Regions from separate parts of the Mus musculus genome. Here region 2 is linked to region 1. Evidence: chromatin contacts called from public Hi-C data. All regions are on one chromosome and are shown on one strand. Each heading gives the region's core, a stretch centred on a gene start, on an enhancer-like site or on the middle of the called end of the contact. The rest is flanking DNA. Distances are from core to core; before and after follow the strand shown.

Region 1 (5,169 bases), core at 2,162-4,661:
AATCCCAGAAAATGAGATTCCACTCCGGCAGCCAAGCTCAACCTCAGTGTATTAGACATGGGTTTCTTGTCCTCCCCCTGCTCCTAATTTCCATCCAAGCCAGCCCTTACATCTGGAGATTGGAAGTCCAAGAAATCCCCACAGATAACGAACAGTCTTTCCAATTAGGGTCAGCAAACTGCTCCATAGCCGGATGCTGCCACACCAACTCCAGTGAAGTCTGCACGACAGGCCTAAAGGCTTGGAAGCAGTCCTGAGGCAAAGAGTTTCAGAGTAACTCAGACTCCTGGAACCGTGGCATGAATGCACCTGTCGCTGCGTTAGTCAGTGTATGGATCTGTGTGCTTTCTTTCAGTATTGTTTTATTATAGATGCTTCCAAGAAATGATTTTACTAATACCTAAATCAGGTTGAACTCTACTGCTGTCCTTCATCAATGTCCTAGGCAGTCCTTGAGCTGACCCTGGCCTTGGAATTTCATAAGAATGTTATTCATCCAGAAAAAAAAAATGCCCCAGTGTTGACAGTAATGAGGCATCTCAGTCTGTTGGTTAGGAGCTAGTATTCTCAGGGCTAGTTCAAAATAGTAAACTTAGAATTCTCATTACAGACATGAATGGCAGCCTACATTACATACTAGTAGAAAGAAGATGGATTGTGGTTTTAGGAGGAACTGAAGCATTGTATTATTATTATTTATTTTTTTCCCGAGACAGGGTTTCTCTGTGTAGCCCTGGCTGTCCTGGAACTCACTCTGTAGGCCAGGCTGGCCTCAAACTCAGAAATCCACTGCCTCTGCCTACCAAGTGCTGGGATTAAAGGCGTGCACCACCACGCCAGGCTGCATTGTATTATTCTTGAAAGGGTTGGTAGAACAGAATTCTCCTGGTCGGTGTTTTTCACTAGGCCCAGAGGAATAGCATAATTAGGTATTTACTAAGGGACACATGGTGGTGGGTTAACAATAGACTAGCATTGCATCAGACCTTTCACCTAGCTCCTGTGAATAGCTGACTTTACATAGGGCTGATCTTATCTCAAATGTAAACATTGCCTGGAATTGTGATTGGTTTTTTTGTATGCATTTTTTGTTTTGTGTCAGATAACTTCAGTATACCTTGGATGACCTTAATGTATCACTTAACTTCTTTGTTTTCTGTCATATATAACTCTGATGCTCACTTTTACAAATTACATTCAGATACAACATCTCCTTGTGTTCACATCTGTTTGTCACTTTTTGCTGCCTCCCTCCCCACATGTACTGGGACCCTGATTCTCCTGAGGATTGAGGGGCCGACTGAGGGCAGTCTGAGGCAGGATGCCAGGAACTGATCCAAATTGCTATCATTCCTGTATCTGTCTGTTATCCCACCTAAATATTATGATCTCTATACTTGCTTTCTCTTTGAACAGACAAGAGATTATTGTAGAAAATGGCCAGACAAATATGGGGGCTGCCTATATTGGTCTTGCCAGATACATATGCTAGGATTACGGACCAATCATTTCATCTATCAACATTGCAAGACCCTCCTTTTCTACATACAAGACCCATGGGATTCCAGGTGGGAGACAGGAGTTGTTTGTAAACTCTACTGTAAAAATCAGCCCAGGTCCCCCGTAAGTACCATCCATACCCAGAGAAAATATGTCTCAATTGCTCAACCCCTAGATATCAGAAAAGTAGGGGAGAGGATCAAAAACTCCTCTGAGGTCCTTACCTCTTTGACATCACCCCTTATATATAGCACTAACTTGTCATTTCTTCTTTTGCTTCAAACCTTGACCTTGGCCTACCAGCTCCTTAATGTCACCAGGCCTGGACGCTTTAAAGATTGCTGGCTGTGCGTACCCCCTAGAACTAACAATGATCACTTACAGCATCTCCTGTGATACTGCCAAGTAGCCTTACCTCATCCTCTGTCAGCTGCCCTGACTCCAATATTGCCATGACTCCATACCTTACCTCTATCTCTCTCTTTGGTGTGGCAAACTGTTTTAAGACCTCCGGGACTCATTCTATAGGAACGCTGAGATCCCTAGACTGCAATAGAACCATAACCCTCGATATCATCTCTGCCACAATGCCCTGCAGTCCAGAACACTTCAATTCTCTGTGGCACTCAGGCATATCATCGCCTCCCCTCCAGCTGGTCAGGAGTTTGCACGTTGGTATTCCTTTTCTCTGAACTGGGAGTAATCCAGGAAGATGAGCCCCTGCCAATCCCAGTTGTAGATATGATAGCTGCCCAACATAAGACGGCAGTTCAGGTCGTGCCACTCTTGGTCACTATGGGAATAGACATAGGTGCTAGTAAGAGAGAAAAGAAGGGGCATTCCCCTTATGTGTTCCCCAGACAACAGCTACCATATTCCCAGAATCCACTTTGCTCACCTCCTACCTTTACTTGCATTAAGTCATTTTCCATATGAATAAGGGGAATGCCCCTCCTTCTCTCTCTTATTAGGTACTGGAATTGCAGAGATAACTTTTGTGACCCAATATAATACATTCACTTCCTGGTTTAAAAACGATCTTCAGGAAATTTCTGAAACTGTGCTTACTACCCAGAAACAGATCGATTATTTGGCAGCCATGGTGCTTCAGAACTGATGGCGGCTAGATGTCCTGACAGCTAAAGAAGGTGGTCTTTGCCTGTTCCTCCAGGAAGAATGCTGTTTCTACGTCAACCAATCCCGGATAGTGAGAAATAAAATCCAGGAGCTACAGTCATACATAAAGAACTTCAGGGATCGTGAGACCTCCAGTTCTGGGATTTTTGAAAATCCTAGATGGAAGTGGAAAGACCGTTTCGTAACACCTTTCCTAGTCATCTTCCTGGCATTATTATTTGCCCCTTGTTGGGAGCCATTAAGACAACTCTATTGTCTTGATCTCCGAATTGGGCCTCCCCCCGCCCCCCGAGAAGAAAAGGGGGTCAAAAGCGGGCCACCAATGCACCGTTCCGAGAACAATCACAGAATGTTCCAGCCTTAAGTCAGCGCCAGTTGTCCTGACCACAAGATGTACCCTGATACCACCAAGTTCCTGCTTCCCTTGTAGTTGCCAAAAGAAAAATTTCCGCTGCCCCATCCCTCCTGCTGAGAAGTACTTTCTCCTTTGCCTGTGCATTTCCGCTGCCCCATTCCTCCTGTTGAGAAGTACTTCCCCTTTTGCTTGTGCATTTAAGCCCTGAGCCTTGCTGAATACAGTGAGACTTTGATGCTATTCAAACTGTTTACGTGTTGTTTCTTGCACTTGGTTTCTGTCTCTCCCTTCCCCCATTTGGTTCTTAGGAGAAGGTCTGCTCGAGACCCTCGAATAACTGGACCTGCTGGACGGGTCACCCTCTGACTCATTAATCTTGTTACTACATTCCTTCAACAACAAATACAACAAATTTCTAACCAATCTATTAATCATTTCCTGTCACAGGATTACCAGCTGCTGCCCACAGAGGAGCCACTGTCTACAGAGGAACCTGATGCGAAGGTTTACCAAGTAGATCCCAATGGTGAAAGCCAGCTACACCCCAAAATGAATGAAGCCCCGAGACAGCAGGAAGCAGCTTAAGAGACAAGACACCCTTAGTCCCTTTTCTTTCCTTCTCTTTATAATAACAAGAAGGGAGGTATGTTGGCATCAGGACCTCCCAAACCTATGACATCACATAGGTGACAATGTGACCTATAGATTCGTCAAGACAACAGCTACCACATTCTCAGAATCTGCTTGGCTCACCTCCCACCTTTATCTGCATTAAGTCATTTTCCATATGAATAAGGGGAATGCCCCTCCTTCTCTGTCTTTCCTCCCTTTTCTTTCTGCTGCTATCTTACCCCTCTTCCCCCCAAATAAACCTCTTACACATGGAACTGTTTGGGCTAGTGTGCTGTGTTCAGACGAGAGCCCCAATTTTAACACATCAGGAGTTTTGGTGAGGAGGGGTTTATGGTGGTGGAGTTAATGGTAAGGGGCTTTTATGGTGGTGGGGGGGGGGTTATGGTGAGGATGGGGAATCAGTCCTTCTTGCTCTTGGTGTCCTGAGCATAGTCAGTTCAAACCAACCCAATAGTGGACACTTAAACTTTGCTTTTTTCCTGTAGGTAATGAAATTTGTATCTCTGCCCACTAGAAACCTCTGAATATAAATTTTATTTGGTTGCTAGATGGAAATATATATATATTTTTAAGATTTATTTATTTATTATATGTAAGTACACTGTAGCTGTCTTCAGACACACCAGAAGAGGGAGTCAGATCACGGTTACGGACGGTTGTGAGCCACCATGTGGTTGCTGGGATTTGAACTCAGGACCTTCGGAAGAGCAGTCGGGTGCTCTTACCTGCTGAGCCATCTCACCAGCCCTGGAAATATATTTCTAAACCACATCCCTTTGATTAAAACTTTATCAGTTGCACAGTCAGTGTTTTGTTTCTGACAATCAGTGGGATGCTGATATGTGGGCACAGGAGGAACTTTGGGGATGAAAACTGTTTTATACTGCGAGTCTAGTAACTGTGGGTTGTGATGGGGACATTGGAATAAAAACTACATGAATATGTACTACTTGTTGAAGTTTAATGTTTTGTAGTATTTATGTTTAATTTGTTATGTCTGTGTACTATGTCCGCTCCTCTCTCTTCTCCTGCACACTCTCCTAAGGCACGGTGGCTCTGCCTTTCTCTTCCTCCTTGTAGTCTCTAGCCTAGGAAATCTAAACCCTGTCTCTCATCTCCTCAGCCACTGGCTGTTGACACTTTTATTTACCAATCAGAATTAGCTGGGGACAGGTTCCTAGAAGCTAGGTGCAGACTCCATATCTTGGGGGCCCAGCATTTAACATGACAATAACAGCAAAAGACAAAACCTCAACAGGATCCCCAGCTGCGATTATGGACAAGAACTAAGTAAGCATCAGATCAATTTCCTGTGGACTACTCCCTGATTCTGGAGATCCAGTGTTTAGAGTGGGCTTCTGTCCTAGACCACTAAGTCTCAGACCATTTCGTGGACTTCAACATTTCCTGTACTTCTCAATGCTTACCCCTCTCTTGACTGGTCATATATCCACAGACATGTGGAGTCTCAGACAATGACCATGATGGTTCCATGGTTCTGCAACTGGTGGCTCAATCCCATTCAAAAGATAGGATTCTTACAG
Region 2 (5,461 bases), core at 329-2,828, 210 kb before region 1:
CTTGCAAGCCTGCAGATCTGAACACTTCCAAGGAGGACACAGACATTTGCAGCCCACCTTCTGCCCTGACTGGCCATCGATAAAAGCACTTCCTGAGGCCACTTTCCACACTCCAACTATGGTTTTAAATTCCTGTAAATTCCTTGGCTTTAAGAAAAGTCAGGGCTGAGCCAATACATTAATGTTCAATTTGCATTCACACTGAACAGCCAGAACCCACATATACCAAAGGTCTGTTGGAAAGCTTTTAAGACTAAAAAATTCTATTATGCGGCCATAATGGACCCAACTAAAGAAAACTTGAGACTATAAATAGAACTGTAACATCACGTGGAAGGGGAATGCATTGTTTAAAATGGCACAAGGCAGTTTACAATTCAATACTGAATATCTTTTTAAACTATCAAAGGGAGCTAAGAATATGTTCTAACTAAAAAGTTTTATATGCCACTTAACTACCACTTTCAACTACATTTCGTTGTTCTGCAGCAAGTAGCTCGGATCTCTCTAAAATGATGTCACAAAATCCAAAATATTGAGGAATCCGACTCAGTCCAAGGCTGCCAACCACCAACCAAGGGCAGCCAGCGCCACAGGGCAAGAATCCATCAAGCTAACTCGCTGCCCCAGAGAATCACATGTTTGTTCTTGACACAAATGTGAGCGCCAACCTGAAGGCCATTTTTAAAGAAAACTAAATTTGCCCGCCGTGCCTATTCAGAGGGATCACCTGTCCTCGGGCAGGAACCTGAGTGGTTGTTAAGATGGCTTCTCCAAGCCAACTGGAACACAGGCACACTTGGGTACCTTCCCTGTGTAAGAGCTTTAAACAGGCGTACGCAGGAAAATCCTCTCGAGAGGAACAAGAATTTCCCAACCGTTTCTGCTCGGACGCGAACTCGCGAGGGCGAACGCTGTGTAGCCGTGGTGCGTCCCGGGGGTGAACATGCCCGGCCCGCACCTCGCAGGGCCCGGTGCCCCACCCCCCCCCGCCCGGCCCCACATGCCCCCGCCACTGCAGCCCGGCTCTCCCCGAGAATTAACTTTCTAATAATACAACTTTAGGCGGATGATCGCGGGCGGCCCCCAGACCGACGCCGACCTAGAAGCGACTTAGTGGCGCGGGGTGAGCGGCGCGCGTGGGGACCCCGGGGGCTCCCTCGACGCCAGGGCGCGCTCACCAGGTACCAGACGCCCAGCAGGATGGTGCCGGTGCGGACATGGCAGCACAAACAGCAGCTGTGGGAGTAGAACCGAGTCCAGGGAGCGACCATCTTCATAGCTCCGGCGCTCGTGGAAGTTTGTGAGAGCGTCGCTCGCTTCGTCTTGGGTCCGCTGCTCCTGCCCCTCTCCTTGGCCGCCCCGACCCTCGGACCGCTCGCCCGACCCTTGGCTCTGCACTGTACCGAGAGCTCCGAGTGGCCGCTGCGACGGGACACTGGGCTCGAAGACCGCGGCGACGCTAGGAGGCAGGGGGGAGGAGAAGCCGTGGGTCACGTGGCCTGCCCGGGCTCGTGATGTCACCACCGGCTCCAGCCAGCTGCGGGCGCTGGGAGCGCTGCGCCAAATAAATGCTTCCTTGCTGGACCCTGAGGGAGTCTCCAGAATTTTCCTCCGGAAATGGGGTGCACCTTTGGTTAGGATTCAGATTCATTCCAGCTGTGTTTGCCTCACATCTAGCTTGCAAATAACCGGTGAATGCTGTGCTAGGATTGTAGTTATCTTGCAAACTGGCGGAAGGAAGGAAAACTGCTTAGAATGATTATTCCAGTCAACTGCGGTACTTTGAACCACTGCGGAACCCGCAGAGAGCAATTTATCTCAGCTTCCCAGCTCAATTACTTTAGTAGCAATCTTTTCCCAGAAAATAGAATGTGTGTCAAGGGCATCCTCACTGTGCTTCCGTGGCATTTTTAATAATGACTGAAGTTCTAGTAAAACAAAAACAAAAAAACAATTACTGCCAAAAGATCTATGCAAGTCACAATACACAGCGTTGAAAGAGCCCAGGCAGAGGACTAGGGTCTGGGGGCGGGGGATGTCCCTCCAGCTGCTGTTTTGGATAGGATCCAAGTTTAGCCTTTGATGACCACAGTGCTAGCTAAGAAGCTCTGATAACTTAAATTAAAAGTTCGTGTGAAGCCGGGCATTGGTGGTGGTGCACGCTTTAAATCTCAGCAGTCAGGAGACAGAGGCAGGCCAGCGTCTATAGAGCAAGTTCCAGGACAGCCAGTCTAGTCTATAGAGCAAGTTCCAGGACAGCCATCCTAGTCTATAGAGCAAGTTCCAGGACAGCCATCCTAGTCTGTAGAGCAAGTTCCAGGACAGCCAAAACTGCACAGAGAAACCCTGTTTCAGGAAAGGAAAGAAGGAAGGAAGAAAGGAAGGAAGGAAAGGAAGGAAGGGAAAAAAAGAGACCATGTGAAAGTTTTATTTCAGGATTAGAACAAGAAATAAAATGGGTTCAATTTGGCCGGTCAGTGGTGGCGCATGCCTTTAATCCCAGCACTTGGGATGCAGAGGCAGGTGGATTTCTGAGTTCAAGGCTAGCCTGATCTACAGAGTAAGTTCCAGGACAACTAGAGCTATACAGAGAAGCCCTGTCTTGAAAAACAACAAAAATTTAAAAAAGTTTTAAAATGGGTTCGATTTAAATTAAAGTACATGTCAAATAAGATGAAAGATGGTTCAAGATTGGTTAGTTTCACAAAGACGTGCATCTACCACACTCTAGTTTAAACTTGGCTTCTATTCCCAGAGATACCACGTGTAGGTCCTTGAGCAAAGATACAAGCAGGATAACTGTTGTGGGAGGAATTGGAAAAGCTCGGTATTTGTTTCTTTTCTTCGTAACATTAAAGATAATTTTCTCTCTGGGATTGTCTATTGTTAGTTATGGGCTGGGGCTTTCCTCTCATGTGGAGTGTTATCTCAGGATGCAGGAGGCTCTGAGCTCCATCCTCAGGGTTGCAAAAAGAGTATATAATTATGCCCACAGCCATTAGTGAACAAAACCACAAACATTAGTATTCAGGAAAGGGATAGTAATACAGACTGAGGAATACTGCATTGAAAGACTCTGAAAATTCAAAATTAACATAGATACTGCCCTCTCTCTTCTTTTCCCACAAAGATTTCAAATTTATTAAGCAAATGACACATTGATTCAGATGAATTTTATATTTCAGAAAATTTACTATTCTAGATATGAAGTCACAGTAGCCAAATTGCTATAGATTTTAAAATATAGAATAGACACTAGCTGAAGAAAATGTGCGCAGGTGAAGCTTGGTAGGTAAACCAAACAGCTACAGGATCTTTGGAGTGCAAAAGATTACTGGAATGCAAAAGAGTGTTGCCGGAAAAACAAGAACTGGGCCAGGCATGGGGGCTCACATCGTTGATCCTAGCACTCAGAAGGGCGGAGGCAGAGGCAAGTAGATCTCCGTGAGTTTGATTCCAACCTGGTCTTCATGGTGAGTTCCAGGTCAGACAGAGCTAAGTTTAGAGGCCTTGTCTCCAACCAAACAACAGCAGAGAGAACTGGGCTTCTCCCTGTAACTTGTGTTTGGGGCTTTTTGAAGCAGAGACTCACTGTGTAGTCCTGACTCCCTCTGCTCTGTAGACCAGAGGGACCTCCAGATCTCCTGCCTCTGCCTCCCAAGGGCTGTGCATGTGCCACTGAGATTTGCACGATGCCACTATTTGCAGTACTGCCATTATTTGAGAAAGTGCTTTATTTTCATCCCTAGAAGCCTCAGGGCACAATTGTCCTTTCCTGTCCAGGATGCAGAGCAGCTTCCTGACCTCAGCCATTTTGCCCCGCAACTTGATAGAGTCTACTCTTCCATGCCTCACTGTCTTTATGTTGTCTTCTGTAAACAATTTAGATATTTTCCTCTAGGATTTTAGAACTGGAAACTTCTTTGTCTCCCAAAACCTTTCCTTTATGTTCCCTTCTCTGTTTTTTCTTTTTTCTTTTTTTCTTTTCGAGACAATCTGACTAAGTAGCCCTGTCTAGGCCTCCTTGGTTGACAGGTTGGTCCTTTGCTATGTATTGTAATGCTAAACACTGGCCCAAAGGCTTGGTTGCCTCCAGCAGGAAGAGAATCTGTGCAGAGACCAAGGAATCCTGTGTGACCTTGCCTCCCAAGTTATCCCTGATTGGAAAATAAAGATGCCTATGGGCTATAGCTGGGCAGAATTGAGATAGGCAGAATTGAGAGAGAGAGACACAGAGAAAAATAGACAGACAGAGAGAGAGAGAGAGAAGATGCTATGGGTTAAGTAAGTCATATAATCATGGCTATGAGGCCTGGCCAGCTGGAGTTAAGAACAACCCAGATGAAGCATGGCAAGTCATATTGTGGGGTTATTGACAGGGAAACAGGTATAACAGCATCGAGGGTACATACCTGCCCTGCTCTAGTGATGATTAAGGCTTGTTATAATAATAAAAGCTGTCTTTTATCCGGAACTGAATGATCAAAGGTGGGGTAGAAAAACCCCTTTTGAGATTAACACCTCCTACCTCAAACTCTCAAGAGAGCTAAGATTTCTAGCATACACTGCTACAGAGGATTCAAATCTTCCTATTATTAATTACTTTCAAAGCACATATCAGAAATCCAAACGACACAATGTTACTTTGTATACCTATTCTGTGAAGCATGAAAATGGAGATTATATAGATTCATAATACTATCCTGATGCCAGCCCCAGTTTGTCACCTCATCTGGTACTAATGAAAGAAAGAAACTAAAACTAGCTAGAAGGTTTATTCAAGGTCCATGACTCATGGGGCTGGCCGGTTAGGGGGGCTTTTTGGGCTTAGAGCAAAGAACAAAGGCTGTAAAGCCATCCCAGGGACCAGAGTAATGGACCACCTGCTGATATGGTTTGGGTTTTAGCCAGATGTCCTGCCGACCAAGATAAACACCCTCCCTTTAGAGTTACTATCACATACTGCTCTCTGATGTTTAAATTGCCCATTTGTGTTACTATCACATACTGCTCTCTGATGTTTAAATTGCCCATTTGTGTGTAACTGCTCCAATTCCTCCCCAGCCCCAGACCCTTTTTCAATAAAAACCCCTAGTTTTCGAGCCTCGAGGCTGACATCCGCTATCTCCTGTGTGAGATACATGCTACTCAGAATGTAGGAATGGGCGAAAACAATCTCCACTAGGTATTGACTAGTTTAGTTATAATAAAACTTCATGGAGATATTGCTTCTATCTGGACTTGTGCGGGGAGAGCAGGAAACTGAAGGAGTTAGACAGAGCCAGACAACTGTCTGAGAAAAAAAAAAAAAAAAAAAAAAAAAAAAAAAAAAAAAAAGAAAAGAAAAAAAGAAAAAGAAAAGAAAAAGGTTTACAGCAGCTCCCACTGACCTAGCTCTACCCTAAGAGTCTTCAGGATCACCACTCCAAGGCTGATGATTAAGAAAGCTCCCATTTTC

What was found. A called contact is a pair of places that touch in the nucleus more often than the background predicts.
Region 2: a Hi-C map of bone marrow-derived macrophages shows a contact between it and region 1, with 2.1 times the contacts expected there. The contact joins the promoter of Laptm4b here to the enhancer-like site in region 1. A contact is called at or near these places in 5 of 39 promoter capture datasets (the 3T3-L1 cell line, the HPC-7 cell line, macrophages and 2 more), 10 of 484 Hi-C or Micro-C datasets (the CH12 cell line, the G1E-ER4 cell line, LSK cells and 6 more), 4 of 115 datasets of contacts at active chromatin or transcription factors (bone marrow-derived macrophages, craniofacial prominence, embryonic stem cells and 1 more) and 1 of 9 other capture datasets (liver).

Annotation. Positions count from the first base shown.
Region 1 is chr15:34,025,308-34,030,476 of GRCm38.p6, reverse strand. Gm41290 (a long non-coding RNA gene) reads left to right here. Exons shown (of 3, transcript XR_875114.2): 2 at 3,440-3,941. Among named protein-coding and RNA genes, the nearest start is that of Gm41290, 9.9 kb to the left of the region's middle. Within about 2 kb of position 3,411, at least 14 of the 459 cell types and tissues checked have an H3K27ac peak or open chromatin away from gene starts, as enhancers often do. A contact at or near this core is called in the HPC-7 cell line and bone marrow-derived macrophages, where this site is marked.
Region 2 is chr15:34,234,143-34,239,603 of GRCm38.p6, reverse strand. It overlaps Laptm4b (lysosomal-associated protein transmembrane 4B), which reads right to left and starts at 1,578. Exons shown (of 7, transcript NM_033521.3): 1 at 1,182-1,578. The coding sequence starts at 1,280.